Linked DNA regions of Danio rerio: region 2 is linked to region 1. Evidence: chromatin contacts called from public Hi-C data. All regions are on one chromosome and are shown on one strand. The core of a region is the stretch at or near the end of the contact, and the rest is flanking DNA. Distances in the headings are between cores, read along the strand shown. Region 1 overlaps prex1 (phosphatidylinositol-3,4,5-trisphosphate-dependent Rac exchange factor 1). Region 2 holds the start of tmem81 (transmembrane protein 81).

What was found. A called contact is a pair of places that touch in the nucleus more often than the background predicts.
Region 2: a contact with region 1 is called in a Hi-C map of embryo, with 1.6 times the contacts expected there. The contact joins the promoter of tmem81 here to the enhancer-like site in region 1. A contact is called at or near these places in 2 of 18 Hi-C or Micro-C datasets (embryo and hematopoietic stem cells).

Annotation. Positions count from the first base shown.
Region 1 is chr8:27,413,182-27,418,167 of GRCz12tu, reverse strand. It overlaps prex1 (phosphatidylinositol-3,4,5-trisphosphate-dependent Rac exchange factor 1), which reads left to right. Exons shown (of 42, transcript XM_073910421.1): 6 at 4,185-4,289; 7 at 4,630-4,731. Among named protein-coding and RNA genes, the nearest start is that of tmem81, 52 kb to the left of the region's middle. Within about 2 kb of position 2,652, at least 11 of the 62 cell types and tissues checked have an H3K27ac peak or open chromatin away from gene starts, as enhancers often do.
Region 2 is chr8:27,464,956-27,469,941 of GRCz12tu, reverse strand. tmem81 (transmembrane protein 81) reads right to left here and starts at 2,482. Exons shown (of 2, transcript XM_009304032.3): 1 at 2,382-2,482; 2 at 1-1,101. The coding sequence starts at 1,099. The coding sequence ends at 320. It overlaps prex1 (phosphatidylinositol-3,4,5-trisphosphate-dependent Rac exchange factor 1), which reads left to right. Exons shown (of 42, transcript XM_073910421.1): 2 at 3,068-3,131; 3 at 3,857-3,956. The coding sequence starts at 3,085.

The DNA of each region.
Region 1 (4,986 bases), core at 1,403-3,902:
TGTACTGAGGTGATACCACTTCAAACCGCTCAAAATGAAGTTTGTTTCAAGTGTTTGAAATGTTTACTTAGACACAAATGTTCTAGAAAAGTTCGATTTAACTGATAAACACCTTCAAATGTACAGTGGTCATGGTGATGATGCAATAGAGCTGTGACTTTGAGGCTCCTTTTTCCTTCTTTGGCCATTAAGTCTATAAACTTCCATGGGTAACAGTACAAACACTGAATAACTTTTAAATGGTTATAATGGTAATGACAGCAATCAGTGATTTGATTAATTATACCTCACTGATGGCTGTCAGTAGTAGTCTTTATATTTTTTAGAGTCATATAAATTAAATCCAGCGGTTTAACTCTCTCCACAGTTCTCAAAGGATGTTTTGGATTTGGCATATGTTCTTGACCTTCAACCAAGTTCACTGAAACATTCTGAGGTTTTAACCTCAAACTGCAGTGAATTTCCCCTAATTGTACTGACTGTGTGTGTGTGTGTGTGTGTGTGTGTGTGTGTGTGTGTGTGTGTGTTTGGATGAACGGCGCAATAAAGCATATGCTAGGACAGATGTTCTCCTTGTTCATGGATGAGGGTGTGCGATGCTGCCAAACTCTCTCATTACAGGTGCTGAGGTCTGGAGCCCCGAGGGCCCAAACCAGAGTAGTGACACAGACACTAATGCAAATGCCAGATCCTCTGTGAATACACAAACTCCTACAAACAGCATGCAAATTCTAGGGGAAAAGGGAGAGGAATCAGAGAGCAGGAAATTGTGATGTTTTGTGAAGAGGAAAACAAACACAAACAGTTTTCCAAACACACGTTGCCCTTAGAATTCCAGTATAGTTTTCCTGGTTTGTCGGAACACCTCGAGCAGACTCAGCCGTCAGGATCCACAGCGTCCTCATCAAGGTTACACAGACTGTTCCTGTGGAGCTCAGATAAATGACATTCTACCTTCACCACATGCATCTTTAATAAACTGATACTTCAGCCCTGATTTGATCCAGATGAACTGCTATTTTGGACCTTTTAGTAGACCCAGCTCAGGCAGATTATTTTTTTGTTTTGTGTGTGTTGTTGTTTTTGTTTTGTATTTTTTTGTGTGTTGTTGTTTTTGTTTTGTGTGTTTTGTTGTTTTGCTTTGTGTGTGTTTTTGTTGTTTTGTTTTGTTTGTTTTGTTTTGTGTTTTGTTGTTTTTGTTTTGTGTTTTGTTTTTAGTTTTGTGTGTTTTGTTGTTTTGCTTTGTTTTTTGTTGTTGTTGTTTTTGTGTGTTTTTGTTTTGTTTTGTGTGGTTTTGCTTTTTTTCTGTGTGTTTTGTTTTTTGTTTTGTGTGTTTTTGTTTTGTAGCATGTTTTGTGTGTTGTTTTGTTTTTGTTTTATTGTGCATTGTGTATTGTTGTTTTTGTTGTGTTTTGGTTGTTTTGTTTTGTGTTATGTTGTTTTGTGTTGTTTTGTTTTATTCATTAATAAAGTTTTGTGGTTGTTTTGTCATTATAAATAATCAAATAACATAAAATAATATGTAATAATAGAATAGTTTTACTTTACTCTTTTATTTACAAAAAATATGTATTTAAAATGTCTAATCAAAACAGGATATTTAAAAAATATATTACTTTTTTTCAATGAATTAAGTTAGAATTAATAATAACTTGTCTATAGTTAAATAATAATTAATTTTGTTTATGAATGGCGTCTTTCTGGACACCCAAGATCGCCTTACAATGAACATCAGCAAACATACCAAAAACAATTAATAAAATGTTGCCAATCATAATTTTCAAATACATGAAAAGAGATGCAAATACAAAAACATCTTAAATATAAAATAACATAATAAAAAAATCATAAGACAGCCTGCTTAACAATTTGGGTCTTAAGGCAGGATTTAAAAGTGTGAAGACTATTGCTTAAATCCTACACTGCTCCTTAAATCCAATGGAAGCAATTTCCATAGCTGAGGAGCCAAAGAGCTGAAAGATCTGGCTTAATCGAGTACAGGGTGGTTCCAGAGAGATAGAGTTAGATGATCTAAGAGTGTGAGAAGGGGTATAGATTTGGAGAAGTTTGGTGAGATGTTGAGGAGCAAGATTGTGAAGTGCCTTAAAAGAGAGAAATATTTTAAAATTGATGGGATACTTTTTAGAAGTCTGTGAAGCTGATAATATGTGGTGTGGCTTGTTTGTGAAATTGTGAAATGAAATCCTAGAAATGACAGAAGCTGCAGAGTTCTGAACCAGTTTGAGTTTATGGAGAAGTTTAGAAGGAAGAGCACTGCAGTAGTCATTACGTGAAGTGAATAGTGCATGGATGAAAATTGCAGTATTATTAGTTCTGAGAGAAGGACAAGTAATAATTATGCAGTAATAAATATGAAGTCTGTGTGAAATTATGAATATGACCTTCAAAAGAAAGTGTGCCATCCAAGATGCCACCCAAGCTCTTGTCCTGCAAAGAGAGACACATTATACTATTAATTATTATCAATATCGATGTTAAAATTATCAAATTTCTCTTTAGGCTCTGGTTAGCATGTCAGAGGGTGTGAGGAAGTTTCCGAGCAAGTTAACACATTTTGGAATACACAGCTGTTCATTTTACTTTACTACATAATTTATCATTTTTATTGCAATAATTATTTTTCCTAAAAAACAAAACAAAATGTTGGACCATATTAAGAGTATAAGCTGTTTAAAAGCACTTCACCACATGTGTGCAGAGCTCTTATGATTAATCAAGTTTTTATTTGTTTATACATATTTGGTCACTACATACTCCACATTTTGATGATTTAAAATAGCAGTTGAATGACGTCCCCTGCAAACTTTCGTATGGGAACCTTGTGCAGATTCTTTTTATCCCATGTTTTATCGGAGATTTAAACTGCTCAATGTTAAAGTGAATAAAGATGAGCTGCATTTCTTTCTTTTTTTTTCTCTCAACTTCCTGTATCCATGTACTGTAGCTTTTGTGGCTTGTAGAGGAGGTGTGGCCTTTAGATGTAACCTATGCACTTCGATTTCACTTCCTGTGTTGTTTCGAATAAAGTGTGGCAGAGTGACTGCGTCTCTATGCTTCTTTGGCAGTTTCACTACCTGAAACTCTTTCTCCTTGTCACTCGTCCCCTTAGCATTTGAGTTTAATAGTTAAGGGATGTCAAATCGATACAGTAGTTCACCCAAAAATAAAAAATTCTCTGATTGTTTATTTAACTTCAAGTGACTCCAAGTCTGTCTCATTCATCTGTTAAACACAAAAGAAGATATTTTGATGAATGTTGGAAAACTGTAGCCACTGACTTCCATAGTATTTACTACTATGTATATCAGTGGCTATAGTTTTCCAACATTCTTTAAAATATCTTCTCTTGTGTTCAACAGAAAAAAAGACAGTAATTACTTGAGTGAATTGTGTGTGAAATTTCATTTTGTGTTAAACTAAGTCTTCAACAGAGCACAAAAGCCTCTTTTCTACTCAAAAAATGCATATAAATCTATTTAGATCAGCGATGCCCAAACTAGGGCCTGCAGGCCAAACGTGGCCCATAGTAACATTTGATTTGGCCCATGATCTCATCTGAGACGAGAGAGAGAAGAATGGGTAAGGTTGGGGCAAATGCCTTCAACAGAGATAGTCACTAAATTAACATTTTTGTTTAATTGAACAACTACAAAAAAAAGCAAAGTGAAATAAAAAGTTTTGATTAAATATTGTGAATTAATTGGATTTTTTAGAGCCATGAAATCCTTAAGCACATTTTAGATGTCGACAAATAGAGTATATGTGTGTGGCACGTTACTAAAATCACACTTATAGGACATTTCACTATCGAGTAAAAAAGGTTATTTTGCGAATTTAAAAAAAGCATGGAACTCCATTGTGTTAATGAGATTGTTTATGGTTTTATTGTATTATAAGTACAGTATTGTAAAAAAAAAAGTAATTATTATTAATATGATTAAATATTTTTTTTCTATTTATTTTTTTAAATATTATTAAATTAGTAAAGTTACTATGGCAAATAATTTAATACAGTTTGGTATATTTAGCTTCGGCCCATCACACTCTATCAAGTTTGGTTTTTGGCCCTTCATTAAAAAAGTTTGGGCACCCCTGGTTTAGATGGTCTCATTCCAAAAAAACAAAAAGTATTTTGAAGTATAACTCTTTTGTTTCCTCTACAGAAAGTGCGTTTTTCAGTGTATGGCGAGTACTGTAGTAACCATGAGAAAGCACTCAGACTACTGATGGAGCTCAACAAGATCCCTCACATACGGGCTTTTCTGCTGGTAAGCACCACTTATATGTCTGATGCTTTCAAAAAAAAATCCCATCATTTTTATTATATCATATTCTGACGAAAATCCCTCATACGCCAGTACTGTCACTTCAGTTCTGCATTTGTAACCCAGCAACAGATTTCATTGCTGATTGTCGTGAATAAACATTACACATACACTCATTAATTTTAATCTCCAAAATTATTTGAAGTGAAACTGATACCTAAAGTTATACTGTAGAAATCGAGAGTGTCGTTCAGAGCTTTCCATGGAAACTCAACATGTATCTGTTTAGATAGAAGGATGTTGAATTAATCAGGTCATGTGTTTTTTTTTTTTTTTTTTTCAGCACCTCATGTTGTTAGGTGGTAAGAAGAGCACAGATGTTCCTCTTGAAGGGTATCTCCTCTCGCCTATACAGAGGATCTGTAAATACCCTTTGCTATTAAGGGTAAGGCTACCTTTTTCGTTATAGGCAAAGATGTTGTTTGTTTTTGGGACATGGTTGGAAACGGGTTTTTGTGCATCAGTATAATAAAACAGTGAATTATAGAATTTTTTTCTTTTGACGTTTTAGAATGTGATTAGTTTACTGTTATTTTTATGTGAGTAATACAGTTTCATCGCCAGCCTGCTGAAAGGGGTGGTTCTTTTTTCTCCTTGCAGTTATATGCCTCATTTTCTATTTAATTATGAAGTTTAAATG
Region 2 (4,986 bases), core at 1,233-3,732, 52 kb before region 1:
CCCTTTATGACCACAGCTCACCAACTTGTGATGGCTACTTCCAGAAGCATAACACAGGATTCATGAACATCACAATGAGTCACTAATGACTGATGATTGTTGATTAAGTGAACTGTTTATCACTTTTAACACAAACTTGAATGTTTTTTTTTAAAGTTCATTAACAACTCGGCTCTATAAATAGTACACAGTAGTTGGAACATGTTTTTTAATCCCACACATTAGTGACAAGGTCAAACTCATTCTTAACACATCTGTGACTCGTAGGACTAAATAAGCCTGAGGTTATTTTGGGATCTTCAGTTAACTCTTTAATCAATCAAATGTTGTCCTGGCAAAGGTGAGCTGCTCTTCTTGCTCTTCTAGAGTAACAAAACAAGAATATAAAGATGACCACCGCGATTGCAAAAGATAAAGGCACACTGATAATCACAATATTCCTGATTGTGCTGCTGGAATACACTTTTCTTGAGCTAGTGAGGTTAGCAAACCGGCTCTCAGGGATTTCCCAGTGAATCAGACCTTGAGCGAAGTCTAAACTCAGATCTTTAGGAGACAACACCTTCACGCCTTTGTACATCCTCTTCACTCTTCGTTTACCGGTGTCCAGTACATCACAGCGATACGTCCCAGAGTCCTCCTCTCTGAGAGGGTCTAGCACCACCTTGTCCAGGCTAAGGGCTTCATAACGGGTGAATAAGGAATCATCGGTGGTGATGATGGCAAATGCAAAGCGCCAAGACACTACAAAGGAAAAGCGACCCATGGCTTCCATCACCTCCTCCAAGCAATCGAGCACCAGTCGCCGACCAACAGTAGCGGTTTGGGTCTTTAGGCCACACTGCCAGGAGTCCAGGCAGCTTATGGTCCTCAGCTTGCAGGAACTTGTGGAGATGTTTCTGGTCACTCCAATAGGACAGAGTTCTTGAGTTAGGAGGCCGAGTCCACAGGTAACACTGCAGGGGAAGCTACGTGAGACAACCCAGGTGTGGATCTGCTCCAGTTCTTGCAGTTCAGCTTGGCTTAAAGTGCTACACTGACTGTCGGAGAACAGCGACGTCCAGAGCATTAAGACCAGCCAAAGTGTGGAGAGAGCCATTACTGTGACACAGAAGAGGAGCAATAGTCTAGCCAAGCTGTCAGTAGATTTTCAGTATGACAGTGTCTTTTAATAAATTATTTATCATATTTTTATTTAAAATTAACCGTTTGCAAGAAAATGTAATTGTTTGCTTTTTATCTAATTATTTGTTTTAAAATTTAAGTATTCATATTTTAAATTAGTTTTTGCCTTAGAAAATGGAAATATTGAGAAATGTGAAAAATTTACAATACAAACAAATATAGTATTAGTTATAGGCCCACACAGAATGTTCACAGCAAATAATTACATTTATTTACGTATATTTATTTATTTTTAGTGGCTCTATTATATGAGATGCCAAACAAGTGCTTCTAATCTGATTTGCAATGTAAACCTTCAATAACAGTTTTATGCTTATGCTTTATGTGTTGTTTTCAGCTCCTATAATCTCAAAATCATTCCATATACAATACCGGTCAAAAGTGTGTGGTCAGTATAATTTTTATATGTTTTAAAATAAGCTTATCCTGCTGACCAAGGCTGCATTTATTTAATCAAAAATACAATACAAATTGTAAAACTGTGAAATGTGATTGCACTATAAAATAACTGTTCAAAGTAGTTTATCATTTCATTTATTCATTTATTACAGGAGTTTTAAAGATGAATTTTCAGCTTCATTACTAAGTCTTCAGAGTCACATGATCCTTCAGAAATCACTCTAATATTAATTAATATCATTATAACTATTATTATTATTAATGGTATTAGTAATAAAAGCAATAATGACAAGAGTAATAATTTCATTTAAAACTACATACAATAAGAAAGCAGTTATTTATATTTTTATAAATATTTAACAATTTAACATTTCTTTACATAAATGCCTCCCTGATTAACAGAATAACTAAAAAAAAAAAAAAAACATGAAAAAAACTGACCCCAAACTTTTGACTGGTAAGTTAACTTGGTGTATATCTTCAGATATCTTCATGGCAAGTCAGGGTTCTGAAATAGCATGTATGACGTTACTGTTAAATATCTTGTTCAACATGTATCCTTTCAGCAGATTTAAATTAATATTTAATTAAATATTAAATTCCTTTTTCGTCTTTTAATAATCTTTAGTATACAGTAAAGTTAAATTTTAAGCAAACAAATTTAAAAAACAAATGTTTGTTCCATAATTATGCTCCAAACTGTTTTATCGCACTTATTATTAGGACTATAAGATTAAAAATATTTGTTATATTGAATAATTTATCAATCAGAAAAAAGAAAATGTGGATATTATTACCTCATTTGATACTTGTCAACCGTCAACTGTCGATTCTGATTTCCTTCAAAACATCATCTGTGAAAAAAAAACGTCACGTGTGTACGTTCATCGATTGATCTGGTCAGGTCGTTTAAAATAATAGAGGTGAGGAAATTAAGCTATAATTATTAATTAAAACATATATTATTTGTTTAAAATATATATTTTAAGTGAGTTATAATCTCAGACGGACAAAAAGTCAGAGTTTTTGTTATGTTGCCTTTTGCCGCCACAAGATGGCGGTCGGTCACAGAACATTTGACAGAGTGATTACGCTACCGGTTTGGTTGAAGTAACAAATTTATTGATTGTATTTACATGTTTGTCACCTATATTTGTTTAAGTTTTCGGTAAAAAGTAATATTTAAGTCACACCAAAGCAAACAATGACAACTTTAGACTTCTCTAGTATGTTTAGTTAGTGTGGGCAGCCAAGTAAAGCAGGACCAGCGGTTATTGACACCTCTCAAATGTCGCACAGCTATGAAATGCTTGGAGCTGAACGACTCCTGTGGGGTAAAGTGATTCAAACCAGGCCAAAGACTCATTCCTAACCTTTACGTTTTTGTCCATTCATTTGGTGGAGTCTGGTGGTTTAGTGGCCAAATATTTTAGTGTGAGAGCGATGAGAACTTGACTCTAGTCTTTTGTGATGGTGTAAACAGGATGTGGACAGGCACTGATGGCTGATTGTCATGCTGAGGATGCATCACCTCAAGGGCACACACGGTATGAACAAAGCCTCGACAACCTTCTGTACATCAGAACAAACAAACTAACATTTACAGAGACAGTTCAACCATTTCTGTCACCATTTACTCCCTTTCTTGTTAACTAAAGTGACTTCTGTGTGGACACAGAAACAAAAATGATAGTTCTGGTAATTAATATTAATAGCCTATGTATATTTACCAGAATACCCCATGTGTTTTAAAATGACAGATTTAGACTGTTAAGACTTATTTTAACAAAATGAAGTTCTAATGGCTTTAATGATTAAAATAAACAGTGGAAGCTGACTGCAATGATCATGTCATTTGCGTCACTACCATTGTAATTTTGACGGTAGGTGATCTGACTACTTTTCATCTACAGTTTTATATTCATATTAGTTTTATATTCACAGTTATTTCAACATATTTGTATCCAGTGTAGTAGTTTAGACACCTGTTAGCCTGGATGCATGAAGTGTGTTCAGTAGGGTAAATTTCTTTGGCTCAACACCAGAGCTGGTCGTTTGTCTGGCTATTTAATATAGCCTATGGGAGGAACGTTTTTCCTCCTACTAAACTGCTTTGAAGTTGCTGGTGGTACCTACAGGTCAATACCATTTAAAACAAAATCTCAGGACAAACATGGATTTCAAAACAGCTTTATTGTAAACTATATATTTAAAGTTTAATCTATCAGAATAATTAATCATCTTATATTCATTCATTTTCTTTTTGGCTTAGTCTCTTTATTAATCTGGGATCACCACAGCAGAATGAACCGCCAACTTATCCAGCATATGTTTTTTGCAACGGATGCCCTTCCAGCTGCAACCCATCACTGGTAAATATCCATACACTCTCATTCACACACATACACTACGGACGATTTAGCTTACCCAATTCACCTGTACCACATGTTTTTGGACTTGCGCCATCGTGCTGCGGCTGCTGCCCCTAATCATCTTATATCAATACGTATTAAATCTCTGCATAGTATAATTTTTAAAATAAATTTTTAATTCACCAAGTGAATATAACTTCAAATGTTTGCTTTAATTTAACAAGTGCCTCATTACAACATGCAAATTAATAAAACTAATTTGAGAGGTAAAGACATGTTCAATGGTTTGGCGATCAGAGTATGATCAGTAAAGGCTCTCACAGATCCCCTGTAAGGAAGAACCATAATTCTCCCATAAAATCATTAAAAATGTTTATTTACTGAAATCATTGTGCCCGTTTGAGATGGTCTTTGAACAACTGTTTCAAAGTTTTGAATCTTCATAAAGTTATAAATAGACTAAAGCAGAACATACAAATCTCATTTTTTATTAAATAATCTCTTGTGGTTTGAAAATGAAAGATAATAGTCAATATCATAATTCAGTTGGTTGCACTGATTTTGATTTATTCATCCAAAAATGACCAAATAATGACATTCAGTATATTATACAGCTAATTCTGCTTTTCTGACTTGACTCTAATGCTGTATTTTCTGTTATGGAAAAAACATTACTAAACATGGCAGGGATAGGGAGTCCTGGACTATGTTAAATAATACTCCTTTTCTAAAGCCTTTATCACAATGATTCCGACAAATACACTGTTAATACCCAAGATCATTTGATTTTGGCTCATTCACACTGCCAGTGATTTAATGGAATCTGTGCATGTGTTCATGCAGAACCTGAAACTCACTGACTCTGCTTCAGTCAAGTTGGACATTTATCATTTATTATCCTTCAGCTTAGTCCCTGAATTATCAGGGGTCTCTATAGCGGAATGAACCGCCAACTACTTTCTCACATGTTTTACACAGCAGATGTGCTTCTAGCTGCAACCCAGCACAGTGCTGGGAAACACCGATACAC